Regions from separate parts of the Mus musculus genome. Here region 1 is linked to region 2. A link is a contact called in public promoter capture Hi-C data. All regions are on one chromosome and are shown on one strand. The core of a region is the stretch at or near the end of the contact, and the rest is flanking DNA. Distances in the headings are between cores, read along the strand shown. Region 1 holds the start of Nek3 (NIMA (never in mitosis gene a)-related expressed kinase 3). Region 2 overlaps Atp7b (ATPase, Cu++ transporting, beta polypeptide).

Region 1 (3,483 bases), core at 625-3,124, 130 kb before region 2:
TAATGTGCAAGGCTCTGAATTCAGTCCTTAGCACCACAAGAAAAACTGCTTTGTAAAATGTCATTTAACCACAGTAACCAAATTTAAACTTAGTTTTTGAAGTATATTGCTAAGTTTGTATTACTTTTAGTTGTGATAAAATATACCTGACAGAAACAAATGAGAGTTATTTTTACCTAGTTTCTGAGTACAGTCCACCATGGTGAGGAAGGCCTGATGGAGGGAGGGATGGAGAGAGGGATGGATGGAGGGAGGGAGGGAGAGAGGGAGGGAGAGATGGATGGAGGGTACTGCTTTCCCGTGCTGGGTATAACTTCCCAGGCTCAGTAGTTATCCACTTCTGCCAGCCTTCAGAACAGTGCCTCAAGCTGGAGACCAGGCATTCTAAACATAAGCTTTAGGGATAACTCAGATTCAAACTGAGTGTTGGTGAGGTCTAGGGATGGAAAGCTTCCTGTCTGCGAAGCATGAACTGTGGATGAACTACATGCTCGCCCGTAACTCCATCCTTGGATGTTGCGGCTGGACTGTTCTCCACCACAGGTGGTCTGTACCACACCCACTTTTCCCCCGGTATCTTCTTTCTTTTGTTTAATTCCCACCCATTGAGATTTATTTATTTTTATGTGCATGTATATCTATGCACCACATGAGTGCAGTACCCTCAGAAGCCAGAAGAAGGTGTGAGGCCCCTTGGAGAAACTGACAGTTGTAAGCTGCCACAGGGAGCTGGGAATTGAACCTGGGTCTGTCCTTCCCTCCAGGGATTTCCAAAACCAAGTCATTTTTGGTTGTCAAGCTAGTGGTTCACACACGTAATCCCAGCAGAGGTGGCAGACCTGTGCTTTCCAGGCTGGTCTAGCCTTCGTAATGAAAACTATCTCCAAAAATAAAACAGATGGGGAGACAGCATAGTGAGTACCGGCATCAGTTGGTGGACAGAGAGAGCCCCGAGACACAACAGCCCCAGCAAAGAATCAAGAGTCCCAAATGTGGACAGTGCTGCAGCTGAGGAACCCTGATAGATTCCTCTCCTCTCCTCTCTCAATGCTACTTAATGACTTACACTGCCTGATAAACCACCTATTCCAGCAATTGACTTGTAGGTTTCCAGTGTCCCTTTCTACCCTGCCTCCCGCCCCCTCAGGGTCTAGTTCCCTGCTTCCCTGCTGTACATTTGACTGTAGCCTGGTTGGCCATTGGACCCTCTGCCTAACATCTTGGGGGTGTCTGGGTCTGCTGTCCTGTGATTTGAATTTCTTCTACAAACATTAGTTCCATCTGGGATCAGTAGGGAAGGGGAGAAGGGGAGGGTGGGGTGAACAGTCTCGTCAGTTGAGGCCAGATTTTGGTCTCATTCCTGCCTTTTGTTCCTTTATTCTGCACCCCTAAATGTTAACACTTGAGACAGTCCTGACTTGCCTACCAGGAACTTGCTCTGTAAACTAGGTTGGCGTCCAATTCTGGATCTCCTGCCTCAGCTTTCCGAATGCAGGGATTACAGACATCCTACCACGTCCTGGTACAACTAGAATCTTAATAACTTTCTGCTATTTCCGGGAAGAAATACACATTTCAGAATGAGATGCATTATTTTGGGGTGGTGCATTATTTTGTTTTTCACTTTTTCCAAAGTCATACAGTAAATGCTAGCAGTGTCCCTGTGGAATTTATGTTTGTTGTCTGTCTGCCTAATCTGGAGCAATAACTCAAATTACTGGGGGCACCGGTTCAAAACGTTAGCAATATCCTACCGCAAGGTGGCAAAACAGCTTTAAAACAGCTCTTTGGGGCTCAGCTACTCAGAGAACAGCGCCTAGGGCCAGACCTCAACAGTTTCCTCTGCCCACAGCTAGGGGCACGCCCCGCCCACGCCCCGCCCACTTCCCAGGCCTCGCAAGGAGCGGAGAAGCGACGCACGCCGCTGGGAGGTGGGTGAAGGGAGCTGTACGGGTCGGCCGCGGTGGAGAGAGGAGCGGGTGGAGCCTCTTGCCCCCCCCCCCCCCGCCCCCTAAGCCGCCGGTCGGCGCTCGCCCGCTGCGGGGCGACGGCCAAATGTGGGCGCATCACTCAGCCCGTAGGCTGTGCGCCCCAGTCGCTGAGTTCGGTGCGCGCATGCGCGTCGGAGACTGCTCGTGCGGCTGAAGCGGAGCAGCTTCGGGAGGGTGGGTGTTTTGGTAGGGAAAGGTTGGTGGGTCTCCAGGGTGTGTGTCCTGGGATCTCTGTCTAAACTGACCCCGCTTCTGGGCACTTGCAAATCACTTTAGGCTCTTTTAAACAATTGGTTTATCTTTATTAAAGGCGTATTTGTTTATAAACACTGGAAGGAACCCATCAGCTTTCGCCACACCTAGTGTAATAAGGCTTGTGTTTATGGGTGTAATACTGGCTATCGAACACATGGAGATTAAAAATACTAACTTGATTTTTCAGTCAAGGAAAGCCTGGTTGCTCATCAGTCATTTTGATAGCATAGGTAAAAGTCCTCAGGCACCAGGAACAGGAAAAAAGCAATTGAAACCAGAGACCACTTAAGACCCCTGTGAAGACCAGTGTGAAGGGCTTGGTTGTTTTCTTCTAGGTTTTTATTGGTTGGGGGGGGGGGGGAGCGGTGGGGGGACAGCCCCCATTTGTAGCCCTGGCTGGCCTGAAACCCATGGTGTGAATTAGTTGACTTTGGACTTAGCAGTGGTTACAGGCTGTGATTCACCAACTTCTGCCTCCTGAGTGTCATAGGTCTGTTACTTGTGTCTGGGTGTGTTCAAATGCCTCACTCCTGGAAACACGGCGTTGGATTTGGTTATATGGAGGATTTGTTGCTATAGTCTCCTGGTAACTCTGTGATAGACTGGAAAGCAAACTGGAAGGCACAGTCTATTTGTTTGGCTAGTTTTTGAGACAGTGGCTGGCCTGAGACCCATGGCGATCATCTTGCCTCTGCCTCTTAAGTGCTAATCTTACAGGTGTTGACTACCCAACCCCAGCTACGGACTAGAAGCTTTGCAGGTCCTAGCAGGGTTTGATCTTCGATGTTTGTACTACATCTTGTGCTCTACATTTTACAGCTTGTGGGTGGTTTAAATAAATAAATAAATAAAAACAATTTAGCTTTGTGAACGGAAAAAAATCAAGTAATTCATGCCAGTATTTTTCCTGTGATGAAAAAAGTGTATGAGTTCTAAGTGTAGGCGTCTCCCACAACTTCTATCCCACCCGTGTAGTCCAGGGTCTTTAACATGTTAGGCAAGCAGCTACCTCGGGTCTTCCTGAGACTGTGTCTCTTGTGTAATTGCTTCTTGTGTATATAGCTTATGTGCCAGAAAAAGTGTATTAAAAATCATGCTGCTTTTGTGGGGGAGACATGGGAGTCAGACTGTGTTTAAATATCCATTTTGAATCCTAAGAAACTCCAGCTCAGTGGATCCAACGTAGAGTGTGTCTTCTCTGTTTCACCCCACCCAGCCACACTCCAATGCAATCAAT
Region 2 (3,486 bases), core at 917-3,416:
GGGGAGATGGCTTAATGCGTAAGGAACTTGCTGCGCAGGCGTAAGGGCCTAAGCTCGCGTCCTCAGCACTCTTGTAAAACTGGACATCGATAGCCACTGTAACCCCAGCACTCAGGGTGAAGAAAGACACTTCCTGAGGGTTCTCCGGGCAGCTTGATGAAAGGCAGGCTCCAGGCTCAGGTCTCAAATAAGGACAAGAGCAATAGAGACCCTTGAAGTTCAGTGACCTCTTCATGCACATGCATAGGGAAGCATGTACACACAAAACACCACACACACACACACACACGTCACAAACGCACACACACAAGCCACACACACACACACACACACACACGTCACAAACGCACACACACAAGCCACATACACACACAAACATAACATTTATTTTTTAAATTAAAATTTTTAAGTTTCAAAATATATAATTAAAAACATTAGAACACTTAAAGATAAACCTCAAACCGTATGTGCTAATGCATAGGCGTATATTCCTGTATGCTTGAGTGGCTCAACATAGAGACATCAGTTCTCCCACATTGGGACCATTAAGAGAGTAACACCTGTCTGTCTGGATACCTGGGATAATTTGGATGAGATCCGTTTTTTCCTTCCCCGCTCCCCCCAAAGCAGAGCCGTACCCCTGGCCCTGTGTGAGATGCTTTGAGTGTGGCAATCATTTTCATCTTCCTGCCTGTTGAATCTGATGTCCAGAGAATTCTGAGGTGAGGCTGGACCAAGTAGCGCATCTGTCGCTTTCCCAGAGTGGCTGTTGCTCTGGGCTACAACAATGACACCTGCTTCAAACAACAGAGAACAAATGGGAGCTTCTGTCAGAAGCCAGCAGGCGTTCCTTCTCAACTGATGGAGGATCTGCAGGAAAAAGTCCCCAGATGTTCTGAAGGATGGTGCCCTGAGGCGCAATGGGATGAAGCAGAGGCGCCTACAGGCCTTTCCCCAGCACTTTCAACCCCAGCCTGCTAACTCGAGGATTCTTTTTCAGAGCTTGCAGTGTAAGCTGTGTTGATTTTTAATATAAACCCGAGCAGGAGAGTTCCTTTTTACTCTCTCTGCAAACACAGTGCTAAAGAATGGAGCTGAGAACATGCACACACCACTTGTCCACACCGAAAGCGATCCAAACACCCCATGTGACTGTTGACAGATTGTTCTCGCTGCGGTGTGGCTCTGTGGTAGAGTGTTCACACAGGAGGGCCAAGGTTCACTCAGTTCTGCAACAGAGAGGCAAAGGAGACTCTTGATGGTTGTTTCGTAACTGTCCTTTGAAAAGCTTTGTCTCGTAAGTGCCTGTTGCAGAAAGCCTGCCTGTCTAGAACAGGCTGAGCACTGAGTATTGTCTGCCACTGATCAATTTCCTCTAACACTTCCACAAATCCTTTGCCAGGAATATGTAGAATCAGCTGGACAGAGATCGAGAGCTCTGGCGCCGAGGCCTGACTTTGGGATATCACAGGCAGAGCTAGAACCAGCTCATGGAGGGTGGGTAGTAGAGGAAAAAAAAATCTATAGAATTTTCTTCTAGAACATTAGATGGTTGAAGGGCTGTGTCTTGCCACAAGGAGGCAGTTTTCTATTTTCTGTGATGCTAGATGCAAGCAAATGCTCTTCAGTCGATTCTTAGTTTTTCTTCTACCCTTGATTTCTTTTCCTTTGAATCGGTGTTAATCATTGCCGACCCCCGGTCAAGCCATCATCCCAGGCCTCTGTTGCCTTCATACCGTTTTAACTTTTAAATCAATTAGTGTTCAGAATGGTAACTCATATGCAATTGTGTAGTAAAAATGACTTCTTTATTCCTGGGCAGTCTGGTCCCTCAGCTGCCCATCCTCTTCACACCACATTGGTTCCTTAGGCTTTTCCCTAAGGATAACCCGCCTGCCTAACGGTCTCTTGCCTCGCGTGGTTTTATTCAAGCCCTGTGTTTATTCCCTCCCAGCCCAACTGTTGGGCATTGTTACTGACACCGACCGCCAGGGATTTAACAGTGCTTACACGCTGAGACTTGTTCTCAGGGAATGATTGCCACCGTGACACCGGAATCCGCTACCTAACCATAAGGAAAAGCTATGTGGCAAACTGGACCAGTCTGCCAACTCCAGCTGACCTTCCAGCTGGCAGCGAGGCCCAGGTTAGCAGGCATGTGAAGAGTGAGCTGTTATTCTCCAGCCCCAGTGAGGTTCAGGTCACCACACATGATGGCAGGGATGGGCTGTTCCCACTGACTCTCATCCAGGGTGAGAAACTGAGCTGTCAGTACAAGCCATTAAGTTGTGTAGCAATAGAACACCTAAACAGGAGACACTACGTATCCTGTACCTTGTTCTTTGCACCGAACAATATATTTCAGTCTACTTCAGTATGTGCAGTGCTGCCTAATTCATGCTCAGAGCTGTGTAGTATTCCACTTTGTGGCTATGTAATAACTAGCCTACCAGACTCTTATTGTTTCTGCTTTTGTAAAATCAATGTCATCGTTACTCTAGAAACTTCATTTCACACTGCACATTTCTTGGATGAATTCTCAGGAGCTGAGTTGCTGAGTCAAACCTTTGTGAATTTGTTATTTTAATAGGTACTGCTAGATTGTCCTCCAGAGAGCTTCCATTCCCTTGAAGGAGATCAGAGAAGGACCTATTCTTTTCTTTCATTTATACTTTATGTGCGTGGGTGTTTTGACTGCCTGTATATCTTGTGCAGCCATGTACATGGCACACAGTACCTACATATTTCAGTAGAGGGCACTGGGTCCTCAGGAACTGGAGTTGGGATGGTTGTGAACTGCCAGCCTTGTGGATACTGAGAATCGAACCCTGGTCTCCTGAAAGAGCAGCCAGTGCTCTCAACTGTCGAACCATCTCTCCAGCCCCTCATGCTTTTCCTTTGAGGTCAGGTCACGTTGTGTTGTCCAGGCTGGAATGGAACTTGTGACCCTCCCACTTGAGTTTCCCAGTCCCTGCCATGACAGGTTAACACCACTGCTATTGGCCTAGCATCTCCTTTTTGATAATTTATGTTTCCTTTTTCTGGGACAAACCACCTTCTTTTTCCTGTTGAATTGTCGGCATTTGTCTTCTTCGAGGGAACATTACGGATCACTGACCCAGGTTTTGGTATGTGCTGTGTGAAGCAGGGTATTTATTTATTTATTTATTTATTTACATAGCGATTGATTGATTACTTTTTATTTTACCCTTTTCTCCTCAGCACACCTCCACAGCTTTGCTCACAGGCACGCACTCCACTTGCACTTTCTGCTTCTGGGCCCTGGGAGTGAGTCTTTGCAGCCACGTACCCAAAGGTGATGGAGTGCTGATAACAATTACAGAAAAATCAGACTTTTAAGACCTATGGAGTTAAGACGCTGCCTGTTCCGTCCGGGATTTGCAACTCAGCAGAAGTTTAAGATGGAAGGGCTGCTGATTTCTTTGGGGTTCAGTAACAGTGAGGGCAGGTGGGGCGGGGCTGGGG

The links. Promoter capture Hi-C pulls out the DNA fragments that hold promoters and counts their contacts.
Region 1: a contact with region 2 is called in a promoter capture Hi-C map of liver, with 2.5 times the contacts expected there. The contact joins the promoter of Nek3 here to the enhancer-like site in region 2. A contact is called at or near these places in 4 of 39 promoter capture datasets (the 3T3-L1 cell line and liver), 1 of 484 Hi-C or Micro-C datasets (nephron progenitors), 1 of 115 datasets of contacts at active chromatin or transcription factors (pancreatic cancer cells) and 3 of 9 other capture datasets (adipose tissue, liver and pancreatic islet).

The regions. Positions count from the first base shown.
Region 1 is chr8:22,164,826-22,168,308 of GRCm38.p6, reverse strand. It overlaps Nek3 (NIMA (never in mitosis gene a)-related expressed kinase 3), which reads left to right and starts at 1,874. Exons shown (of 16, transcript NM_011848.4): 1 at 1,874-1,931. Ckap2 (cytoskeleton associated protein 2) reads left to right here. Exons shown (of 9, transcript NM_001004140.2): 9 at 1-157.
Region 2 is chr8:22,034,956-22,038,441 of GRCm38.p6, reverse strand. The region is part of intron 1 of Atp7b (ATPase, Cu++ transporting, beta polypeptide); the gene reads left to right. Among named protein-coding and RNA genes, the nearest start is that of Atp7b, 23 kb to the left of the region's middle. Within about 2 kb of position 2,166, at least 3 of the 459 cell types and tissues checked have an H3K27ac peak or open chromatin away from gene starts, as enhancers often do. A contact at or near this core is called in liver, where this site is marked.